Regions from separate parts of the Gossypium hirsutum genome. Here region 2 is linked to region 1. Evidence: chromatin contacts called from public Hi-C data. All regions are on one chromosome and are shown on one strand. The core of a region is the stretch at or near the end of the contact, and the rest is flanking DNA. Distances in the headings are between cores, read along the strand shown.

Region 1 (6,226 bases), core at 1,032-3,531:
CTTCTGCTCATATTCAGCGAACTTGGCATTCCATTCACCTTCAAGAGCAGCACCCTGAGGGGTATGGCAACTCCAGTGACTGCAGAAAATGGAAAGAAAGTTTTGAACACTAAACCAAAAAGCATAATCAGATGCATATACAGAAACCCCAAGAGATCTCCTTACGCTTTAACATCTTCTGGTACATGGAAAGGCTCATATGGCCATCCAAGGTTTTTCCTAGTAGCATCAACTTCCTTGGCACCCAGTGCACTCCCATGTACACTATATGAGTTTGCCTTGTTAGGAGACCCATAACCAATGGTGGTTGTCACCTGAAAGGAAAAAAAGGAATTTAATAAACATGACAGTTTGAACCACACAGTAGAGAGATAATAAGGTTGAATAAGTAATTAAGTAGAGAGATGCAAGCTTTTTCAGTTTTCAATTAAGGCATTCTAATATGATGCAGGCCTTTTCAACGAAAGGTTTAGTAGAGAAGTCAGTTTACCTAAGAAATATGGAACTTCAAATTATTCTAGATAAGATTCAAAAAAATGAACAATGCAAGCACATTAGTTCCAAATAGGATATAGGAATGTAAGCCTGTTGGAAACATCTGACCTTGATCAGAGTGGGCTTGTCTTTGACAGCCTTTGCTTCCTTGATTGCAGCGCGAATTTCATCATAGCCAGTGTTTCCATTCTTGACCCAGATAACATGCCACCCTAGCCCCTCAAAACGTGTTTCAACATTCTCAGTAAACGCAATTTCAGTGTCACCATCAATCGAAATGTGGTTGTCATCATAGAAAGCTATAAGCTTTCCAAGTCCCCAGTGTCCAGCAAGTGAACAAGCTTCATTTGAAATACCCTCCATTTGACAACCATCTCCCAAGATAACATATCTAGGAAAACAAAGGCTAATACATCAGTACGGATCAAGCATGCAGACGAAAGAAAAGAGGGACCTAGAAAGTAATCATCATACGTGTAGTGATCAACAATCTCATTGTCTGGCTTGTTGAATCTAGCAGCCAAGTGTTTCTCAGCAAGAGCCAATCCAACAGCATTTGCAATACCCTGACCAAGAGGCCCTGGGGAAAAAAAAAGCCACATTTAAATACATATATTTGCTTTATGTTTAGTATGATATTATCAAAAAAATTACGATCACTTCAGCAGAGGAGTCTTACTAACCAGTTGTGACTTCAACTCCTGGTGTTTCAAAGTTCTCGGGATGTCCAGGGGTTCTGCTTCCCCACTGACGGAAACTCTTCAAATCTTCTTCCTAAAGGATAATCCATGATTATGAATTTTGATCATTTCCCAAAAAACCAAAGCTCTCAAAATAGAAATTACTTAAAAGGAAAGAGAGAATATGAAAGAAGCTTGCCAGGACACTGTCGTAACCAGCGAGGTGAAGCAGAGCATACTGCAACATACAACCATGACCAGCGGACAGAATGAAACGGTCACGGTTGAACCAGTAAGGGTTCTTGGGGTTATACCTCATGACTTCATCGTACAAAATGTGACCCATGGGAGCACAGCCCATGGGCAACCCAGGATGACCTGAATTCGCCTTCTCGACCGCATCAATAGACAAGAATCTGATGGTGTTGACGGATTTCTCGACCAAGGAAGTCTCGGCGGCGGTGCCAATTGTTTCGACGGCAGCAGCACGGACCTGGCGCTTGTGGTTGGAGCGGGAGGGAAGGCGTCGACGGGAAGAGGAAGCGCGAGGGATAGAAGATTTGAGGCCAGAGAAACCGGGAAAAGAGAGAGTGGAGAGGGAGGGGCGGTGGTCGGAGGATTGGGCGGAGGCATGGGAAGAGATAGCGCGAGAGAGGAGGGCTTGAGATAGGTTGACAGATGAAGTAGAGGCCATTGTTGATTGAGAGGGTGAGGATAGTGAAGGGACCCCTCTTTGTTTGATAAATGTAGAGTTAGGCAAAGTATAATAGCCACCAACTCTCTTTGATCTTCTCGTCTACACAAAGGGACAAATAGTGTGAGCTGACCGTTAGATTCCAACATCCCTTATATCTCCACCATTGCTTGTGGGTAACGATTTCAGATCGCTCTCTCTGCCTTTCATTCTTTTTTCTTTTTTTACTAAAAGATATTCTGGAGAAATAAATTCTTAAACTTTAGGCCACTGATGGAAAATTTTGCACTCCTTGCTGCATTATTCATGCAATCAAATCCACATGTGCAGTTACGCATGCCAAGTAAACACAGACGGGAACTTCATCTAAAACAGCTCTGTATGTTGTAGAAATTCCATAAATGCAAAGGTACAAATATAAACAATAACAATATATCTATAAGTAATGTTTTTTTAACCGGATCGATGGTCGAACTAGTCAAGCCACTAATTTATTTGTCTGATTAAAATATTATTAAAAAGATTAAAAATTTTGGTTCAATCGTCAGTTTAACCGATTCAAATCCATCGGATTTTTAATCGATTCAACTGGTTCGTATTAATTCCTAATCTAATTGGTTCAAAATCATTTTTCAAACCGATTGGTTCGGTCTGATTCAAATAACATTATCTATAAGGTTATTATTTTTTAACTTTGATATTGTGATTTTTTTTGTCATTTATCCATATAGGTTTTTTTCCAAAAGTTATTCTTAAATATATTTTTAGGGTATCTTGATATTACAAATGTCGAGTTTGGTTGTAAGTGTCGAATAGCATGAGCAAAATTTGTCACATTCGATCTAGTAGATTCAGGTTAGTGGACCAGGTGTCCAAATTGGATCTCAAAACTAATTTCAAAAATTGTGGTCTAAGATTAGGTTCGGTAATTTGGGATTAAGTGATCAGAAATAATTTTTCCTTAAAACAGTTTTCAAAAATAAGTTTGGATTTAAGAATAATTAAGAAAAAAAAATTTAATTAAAAGAGGGTTAATTTGTAAAAAATGTCAAATTTAAGAGTTGCCCAAAAAAAATTATACCAAAGATTTGAAAATCAGTTTTGTTCCCATGACTATAAAACCAACTCACCTTTTTCTTCCGTCATTCTCTCCATTTTAAAAATTTGCCAAACAAAAATCTGCACATTTTCTCTCCAAAACAACTAACCTCCTTGATTTTCTCTTCTGCCAAAAACAAAATTTCCTCTCAATTTTCGAGAAAACTCTCAAAATCTTCACCAATTCTCTCATTCTTTTCTAGTTCATTTTTCTTTTCCAATCAAGGTGAGATTCTGTTTCTTGACTATACTTCCATGCATGTTGCTTTTTCAAATCAAGATTTGATCATTTAAAATGAGATTTCTATGGATCTAAAGATTTAAGTCGAAATTGAGATCTAAAATGGTGAAATTAGTATTTCCAAGCTAAACTTTAATTTCTAAATGATTTCCATCTTATTTTGATATGATTAAGAGATTTATAATCTTATTTTAGCAAATCGTTACGAGATTTTAAAGATTTGATGGTTTTCCCTCTTAAATGTTCATATGTGATGATTTTCCAGAAAACTTAATCTGAGATTTTAAGTGTTCTAAGTGGTTAGGATCTATTCTAAAATGATTATGAAGATTATTAGAATCAGGTTTAAGCAATGGGAACAAGTATTGATCAAGATATCTAAGATTTCAATAAATTTAGTTAAATTTTCGGCTTATGAGAAGGTAGTCTGGACCTGCATTTTTGTTAAGTTTTTGATGTGTTTGTGGTTGTTAATGATCATATTGTGTTATGTTTAATGTGTTTGTAAAGTTTCAAATCCAACAGAGCCCTCTACGAGTAAGGCGAAGCTTGTTTAAGCTTTCGACGAGCAAATGAAAGTTGATTCAGTAAGTGTTTTGGAGCCATTGCTTGTTCGCATGATTCATTGAGTTAATCCGAAGCTTAGGTTAGCCTAAACACCTATCCTAAGTTTCGAGTGTAAGTTTTTTATACCTTTGCCTCTGTAACACCCCAACCCAACCCATTTGTCGGATCCGAGTACGGAGGGTCACAAATGGACCTATACTTAATTTACTAACTTAACTGTTATAAAGTAGACTAACACAAATAATCTAGTAATAAAATAATAATACTTCTTATAGTAAAAGCCTCGAGTTTACTCAAAACTTGGTTTCTTGAGGTTTCTGCGCCTATACAGATCATTGGTTTACAAAATAATTCCTTAGATTTGGCTAAGGGCTAATTGATTCGTATTCTAGACCCTAAGGATGTCATTTGGTTACACCATAATAAATCTAGAGGTGAAGCCTCCATCTGTACTCCCTTTCCTGTGTGCATAACTTGATCCATTGGCGATCCTTGATCTCTATTCCATCTGGCTTGGTCCCTCCTCTGAGTCCTTGATCAACTTTGCAAATCCTACGAACATATGCCAACCACTTGTAAGTTCAAATGAACTTAGTGAGTTCCTTCGTTGTACCAGAAATTAACCCTATCGTATGAAGGTAGCAAATGTAAAATAAACTAAACATAAATTAAACCATTGCTTGTTCAAGGCGGATGTTCTTTATCAATGTGGTGACTCCACCCGATCCTTCGAGCTACTCGGCTCACTATGAGACCTTCCTCTGGTCAAACTCTTCTCTTGACCATAATCCAGGTACCTCGCCATATTGGTGGGTCCTATCCTTACTTATTGTTTTTTCCTTTCTTGTTTACACCCCACATATAGAGTGTTTGAAAACCTATATGGTAACTATCCTAACTTTCCGCCTAAGGATGCTTAGGACGTACATTTCCTTGGCGGACCTCTATAATCGGACCAAATTTTTTTTGTAACACCCCTTACCTGTGTTCGACCGGAACAGAGTACGAGGCATTATTGGACTTAAACACAAGCATACATATATTTTCGAGCCATAAATTTTTTTACAAATTAAAATTTTTTACAATTAATCATAAAGTCCCTATTACGAGTCTACGATGCCCAAAACATGCATTGGAGGTGGTTTGGGACTAAACTGAGAAATTTAGAAAATTTTGCAACACTTAGAAAATTTTTGCCTAAACAAGGGTCACACGCCTGTGTGGGCAGGCCGTGTGGTTATACACGCCCGTGTCCCTAACTCTCTGTTTGTCATCCAAGAACAAATTGAAGTTACACGGCCAAGACACACGCCCGTGTGCTTAGGCCATGTGCTCGATACTGAGCATTCTGTTTTGTAACAATTTAGGTGTAGAAGACACACAGCTGGATCACATGCCCATGGGGCTGACCATGTGTCACACATGGCCTAGACACACGCTTGTATGTCTACCCGTGTGGACAAAAACAAGACTATTTACCAAGCCATTTTGCCACCCTCACTTGCTCACATCTACACAACATTACATGGCACACATTCAAGCATGTAAGAGCAACCAAACAATCACAACCAAGACAACAAGATATCATTCTCATACCATTATTAATCATGCTTAAAACATTAACCTCTCCACATCAAATTATGCAAGATTCCCACATTAAAAAATGACATTAACATAAATATACTTATAACCAACATTAGCCTTTTTCTCATATTCGATAAATCACAATTTATGTAAATCAAACATATTAGATCATAACTTAATTTGGCCTGAAAGCTACATGATCGCCAACTGAATTTACCATATATTTTCTACATCACAAGTATAGATCAATAATCACAAGGCTTTCGCAAAAACATTCTTATAGAAACCATGAACTCACAATATCATGAAGTCAATGCTTATAAACTTTATGTACATACTTGTACAAATTCATAATACTTACAAGCTTTTTCTCTTTTTCGACATACCCATTAAATTACCCGTTAAACCACTTGGAAAACTAAAGGATACTCAGGAATCTTGCACACACAGTACCGTACCAATGTCATATCCCATATATGGTCTTACATGTAATCTCGTATCGTTGCCAATAGCCCAACTATGGTCTTACACGAAATCTCATATCGATGCCATATGCTAGATATGGTCTTGCACGTAGTCTCATATTGATGCCATATCCCAGATATGGTATTACATCTAATCTCATTAGCCCTAATGTCATGACATTTGTATCTTATCTATTCCTAAGGTTCAACCGGGATTTTACACTTGTCAAAACTTTGTCGAATACGTTCAATGGTCAATCACAATTCATACAATAATAAAGCATTTAAAACATAATTAAAACAATGCATTATTTACATACGGACTACCTAGGCATAAAAATGGCGAAAATGACCTAACCGTCAAATACTCGTTTTTCCCCGTTCTAATTCCGAACATCGTTTT
Region 2 (6,226 bases), core at 2,097-4,596, 770 kb after region 1:
CATTTAGTCTATATATTTTTATAATATTATTAATTAATCCAAATAGTTAATATTATTAACTTTTTGATTAAGACATTACATGATAATATATAATTTGAATATTGAATCTTAGATAATAGAGATTGAAATGTGGTTTCCCATTTTTTATAGGTTTGTGTCGTTCTTTTACATTAATATCTATATATATACACATCAATATATATCCATATGAATATATATCCATATGAAATTTATTTTTACAGTTTAGAGTTTTAGGATTTAGGATTTTGTATTTAAGGGTTTAAAGGTTTAGTGTCTATAGTTTAGGGTTTTATGGTTTAGATTTAGGATTTAGGGCTTAGGATTTAAGGTTTAAAGTTTTATGATTTAAGATTTAGGATTTTGTATTTAAGGGTTTAAGGGAGTGTTTATGGGTTTAGGGTTTAGGGATAATTAATTCAATATTTTAAAATTAATACTATCTCTTTTACGATTATATAAGAAATTATTTAATATATAAATTAAAAAATAATAAGTCATATACCCAAGAAACTTTAAAATTATTTTAAATAATAGTATTTTAAATTTTTTCATTTTTAAAAAATTCTTTTCTATGTTTTTACTTTCAGATTTTTTCTACGTGTAATTATTTTTTTGAAGAATTTAAATATTCAATTAAAAATAAATTGTATTTTAATTAATATAAATAAACTAGTTAAATAATAAATAGACAGATAAAATGTTTTTTGCGGCGTTTTTCAGAAAGCGCCACTAATGCTTCAATCTATAGCTGCATTTTTCAAAAAGCACCGCTAATGCTCGATCTATAGTGGCGTTTTTTAAAAAGTGCCGCTAATACTCGATTTATAGCGGCGTTTTTTATCCAAATACTGCTAAAACTTGTTTTACTGTAGTGTGACTCCAAAATAATAATAAAATAATTTATTCGACTCCAGATTTGTGGTCCCGAAACCACTATTTCGACTAAGCCCTAAATTGGGTTGTTACATATATGGTAATTCATTTCAATTTATCAATTTAAAATAACATTTTATTTCATGCATATAACAATCCAATTTCATTTTACAACAATTCCTTAAAATTTTACATTTTATTTAATTTAGCCCATAAAACTGAAACAATCATAACTTTCACATTTAAGCTTTGTTTTTCAATTCGTTTTCAATTTTATCCTTTTATAACTCTCTAAATCTATAATTATAGAAAGTCCATGACAATATCAAAATAATTACATTTTAGTCCCTAAACTAAAAACTAACAAATTTCATTTTATAAAAATTCATCAATGGCAACATTTTAAAACTTTAAAAATTGTGAAAACGGATACACAGGTTAGCTAAATCAAGTTACAACAATCTCAAAAATATAAAATTTACAAAAAACATGATTGAATTAGCTTACCATGCAAAGAACACAAGTTTGGCCGAATATGAATCTTCAGCCACGGCTTCCCAAGCTTTCCTTTTTTTGAAGAAATGGTAATGGTAGAAATATAAAGATGATGACTTTGATTTTATCATTTTTATGCTTTAAAAACTTATATTAATTTAATTATAATATTTTTTAAACATTTTTCCCATAAAACACTACATAACCGTCCACCCCAATTCTAGATGGGGTCCAATTGCCACTTTGGTCCTTAAATGATTACCAATTATGCCTTTTAACTAATAAAAATCTATAACGATAAAATTTTATAATTTTTACGATTTAGTCCTTCTACCTTAATTAATCACTAAATCAGAAAAATTACTTATCAAAAATGTAATCTACTTATACAATGACTCTGTAAATATTTACAACCTCAATTTATGAAAAAAGAGGTCCCAATACCTCATTTTCCAAAACCACTAAGTTTAAGGTTGATACACTAGTACTTTAAGTAGCTTTCCAATTAGAAAAGTTGCTAAACCATAGTTCAATGTATTACTAAATTATACTCGTAAATATTAAATAATAATATTTACGAACTAGGATATCAATTTCGAAACCACATTTTTCGATCCCACAGAAATTTGGGTTGTTACAACTACTCCCAAAAGAATGTCGCATGTATGACAATTGTTTGATGATGTTTCATCTTCTCCAACTAGATAAACCTTTAAGGGAGCCTCGAAGCATGTCTCGCGGAAGGCCACTTTATTACCTCCCGCTCGACTAGGGGGCTATTAGTATATACCTTTTACCAAGAGGACACATGTCAACCCAAGATATGTTGTTGACTATGCATTGGCTTCCTAAGCATGACCCACCATCCCACTTCAAACGAAACCTACCATTCAAGCTTAAAGAGAATGCTATCCTAATTTGAACACTCTTCCAAGACAATAAGGAGTCTATTTAGGCTTGACTACCTCATGCTAATAGAATCCCATAACATGTGCCTATGATTATCTGTTTTGCAATTAATGGGATTAAATATTTATCTAGCCAATATCATACCAATGGACAAGAGAGCCTTTCCTATAAATACCTTGGAGAACTAAGAACAGGGGATCGACTTTTCAGCACCCTAAAGTTACTCTCAACATTTATCCTCTCAATCACCTTGTACTATTGTCCTTGTCCCAACTCTCGGCCTTTACAGGTGATCCAACCTCCATAGCACCACTTGATCTCATTCTTACCCCTTCTTATCCTCTTTCTTTGTATCTTGTATCAACAATATATATATCAATTAAATTATTATGTTTACATTTGTCATTAATATATATGTATAAAAAAATCTTTTGATTCTTGAAATGATAGCATTTTTACCTCTTCATTTGGAGATGGAAAGGAGAAAATAAAATTTTAGGGAATTAGATTTGAATTATAAATTTTTGAAGAGTCAAAAATAATTTTACAATTATATTAATTTATAATTTTATAACTTTTCAAAGAATTTAGTAGTAATTATACCATTGGGGGGAGCGAGACCATTGCCCTCTACCTTACTATAAAGAAGTTTTAAAATAAGTTAAAAAAATAGTTTAAAAATTTACAAATCATATAAATTGTTTCTTTTAAAAATATTATTTATATACTTTTTTTTTAGGTAACAATCAATTATATACTTCTCATATTGATTTTTTCTCAAGTGCTGAGTTAAAAAAATAATTTTAGAAAAGGAGGTTTTTTTTATAAATAAAAAAATTGATATATGTTGCCCGGTTAAGGCAGCCATGGAATTGTAGAGAACCGAGAAAAGGGTTCACCGAGCCCCCTCTTTTTAATCTTAACTGTGAAAACAACAGGTGAATGAGCCAAAGCTATTCACTACCATGCATGCACACGTCCCTTTCTTACTTCTACTCTCTCTCTCTCTCTCTCTCTAATACAAGCACACATCCATTGGGAATGCCAACCATTCATTTTTCTTTTGCCTTTAAACCTAAAGCCGTTTATTATTATTTCCTCTTTTTTTTTCGGTTTCAACCGGGGCCTCAGGCCTGTTTAAGAGACATCCATAACCTGTACAAATTGCCATTGAAACTACAACCATGTACAAATGAGCAATATTTGAAATCACTTTCTGCCTCTGTTACATCTCCTAGTATATTAGTAGTATCCCTCTTTCTATCTTTTCCTCAATCCTTTCTTTGTATCTCTACCTTAGCATAACTCAACATCCAAGAGGATCAGATCAAGTTGTGAGAAACCTATCAATATCTACTGATCAGTCAATCTATCAATCAATCAGATCCAAAGCTTCATATCAAATAATAATAATAATAACAAAGGAAAAGAAAAAGAAGGATGTCTTCCTCATCAGCTGCTTTTTCACCGGACCACGTCTCTCCCTCCGATCAGCTCTGTTACGTCCATTGCAACTTCTGTGACACTGTTCTCGCTGTATCATTTCCTGTCCCTTTCTCTCTTTTCTTTTCGTTCCCATTCTGCTTCATATTACTCCTCCAAAGTCCCTTTTTTTTGGCTTTTATACATGTTTTAGTAGTTGTTGTTGTTTTTTACAATTATGTTCCTTCTTGTATTTTGTATCGTTTCTCATTTTCTCAGGTGAGTGTTCCTCGCACTAGCTTGTTCAAGACTGTTACGGTTCGATGCGGTCACTGCACCAATCTTTTGTCTGTCAACATGCTTGGTCTCCTTCTTCCTACAACTAATCAGCATCACGTTGGTCATTCTTTCTTCACTCCTCACAATCTCCTGGTATGCATGTATTTTCTTTCTCGAGAAATTAGGGTTTCAAATCAACAAACTTGATTAACCGTCTAAACTTGCTTCCCTATTTAATTTTTCACGTACTCTTAGTTTCTAGTTAAATTTTAGTCCAAAAGTTGGGTTACAATTTATTTACAATTTTACAATGTGGCAGGAGGAGATCCGAAGTAGTGCAACAACAAATATGGTAATCAATCAGCCAAACCCAAATAACTCTCTTATGCCTCCTATTCATGGAGGTGCTGAAGATATTCCCAAACCTCCGGTGGTCAATAGACGTGAGATTCTTCAACATTTAATCATTGCTTTTTATTTTTATTCTTCAAATCTCCCTTTTCAGTAGCTAGAAATTTAGAAGCTTAGCCACACAAATCTATCTGGGGGTCTATTTCTTGAGAAGTCAAAGTAACGTTTTCACTATGCGAAAGCTCCTTTTCCAATTCCAAATAAAAACGTCAAGACCCCTATGCTTTACAACCCTACGTCCCTATATTTCAAATGCTTTCTTCTCTTTTTTTTTTCTTTTTTTTTTGGGGGGGTGGGGTTTCTTTTAAGACCACCTTATTTTTAAACGATATTTAATTTAATCTTTTAGCTATTTCATCCCTATTTGGCAGCAGTTACAGAGAAGTCCTTTGCCTATGAATGATCATTATTATTCTTCTTATTTTTGTTACTTTAAATTTGAAAGTCTTCTCTTTTTTATTGCTTTCCAGACAAAAATCTTCACAAACTTCATTTTCTCCAATTTTTTCGTTTTCTTTTATAGCATAAAAGCCCCGTCTTTTTTTTTTCCTTCTTTTTGGTGATAAAATGGCAACCTTACTAGTTACTATCAAACCCTAGCGTTCAAGATTTCGCTAACTAAAAGTAAAAAATATGATGAAAAGAAGAATCCATGCAAAAGATAGATCTGTACCTGTTGAGAGAAAATGGTGATGATGAGGTGATGATGAAGAGAGAGAGAGAGGGAGATAATGAAAGACAAAATGTTACCAAAAAAAGTCAGTGAGGTGATTTTAATGCATGTGTCTCTTTGTTTGTCTGTGCTCTGTCTGTTTTTTATAATGCGCAGCTCCGGAGAAGAGACAGCGAGTCCCATCTGCCTACAACCGCTTCATCAAGTAAAGTGTGATTAATCCCATGCATAAATTATTTACCTTACCTTTGTTTGTCCTTCTTTCCATATTTACAAAATCAAAAATGGATTTGAAATGAGAACAATGATGGACAGGATGATCTTGACATCTATCAAATCAAATCTCTCTGCAGGGACGAAATCCAACGCATCAAAGCTGGAAACCCTGATATTAGTCATAGAGAGGCCTTCAGTGCCGCTGCCAAGAATGTGAGATCCCTAGATTCCATCCCTTTCTTATTACACACCTTTCCTTTCCTCTCTTTAACAGTATTTCTTTCCTTGACAATATAGGCTGTGATTTTGCTATGGGCATAAAAAGGGGAAAATAAAAAGTTAGGGTTTAGTGACTGTCTACTATTGATGTATATTAAACAAATTTTGTTTTCTATATTTTTTACTAACGTATGGAAAAGAAATTCATATTTTCAGTGGGCCCACTTCCCTCACATACATTTCGGACTTATGCCTGATCAACCCGTGAAGAAAACTAACGTGCACCAACAGGTACATTAAACCCTAAGCTCCAAAAACTAGTAAAACTACTTGGTTTTTTTTTTCTTTTAAATTTTGTTAGAATTGCTTTGGAGTTTGGACATTAATCGCTTTTTTCTTTCTTTCAACTTTTGTGCATATAGGAAGGAGAGGAGATGGTGATGAAAGATGGGTTCTTTGCTCCAAACAACGTGGGTGTTACCCCTTACCAAACAAGTCCAAACTACTGCTAGAGTTTCGTTGTCCTTCTCTCTTCTACTTTTGTGTAGGTTAATTTCCTTATTTGTTAAGATGTGTACTGTTGAAAACATTGGGTTTCGTAGCTTATGTTAGTAACTATGGGGATGCATTTTGATGTTGTGAAGAGCCTAGCTAACATGTCATCTTTATCTACGAAGAACTCTTATGAAGATGAAGGCTTTGATGCTG

The links. A called contact is a pair of places that touch in the nucleus more often than the background predicts.
Region 2: a Hi-C map of leaf shows a contact between it and region 1, with 1.7 times the contacts expected there. The contact joins the promoter of LOC107934031 here to the promoter of LOC107952895 in region 1. A contact is called at or near these places in 3 of 34 Hi-C or Micro-C datasets (all in leaf).

Annotation. Positions count from the first base shown.
Region 1 is chrA07:35,373,755-35,379,980 of Gossypium_hirsutum_v2.1, forward strand. It overlaps LOC107952895 (transketolase, chloroplastic), which reads right to left and starts at 2,282. Exons shown (of 7, transcript XM_016888097.2): 1 at 1,375-2,282; 2 at 1,179-1,269; 3 at 970-1,075; 4 at 604-886; 5 at 166-314; 6 at 1-79. The coding sequence starts at 1,869.
Region 2 is chrA07:36,139,177-36,145,402 of Gossypium_hirsutum_v2.1, forward strand. It overlaps LOC107934031 (axial regulator YABBY 1), which reads left to right and starts at 3,347. Exons shown (of 7, transcript XM_016866365.2): 1 at 3,347-3,834; 2 at 4,000-4,152; 3 at 4,319-4,442; 4 at 5,240-5,288; 5 at 5,437-5,512; 6 at 5,735-5,809; 7 at 5,941-6,226. The coding sequence starts at 3,739. The coding sequence ends at 6,030.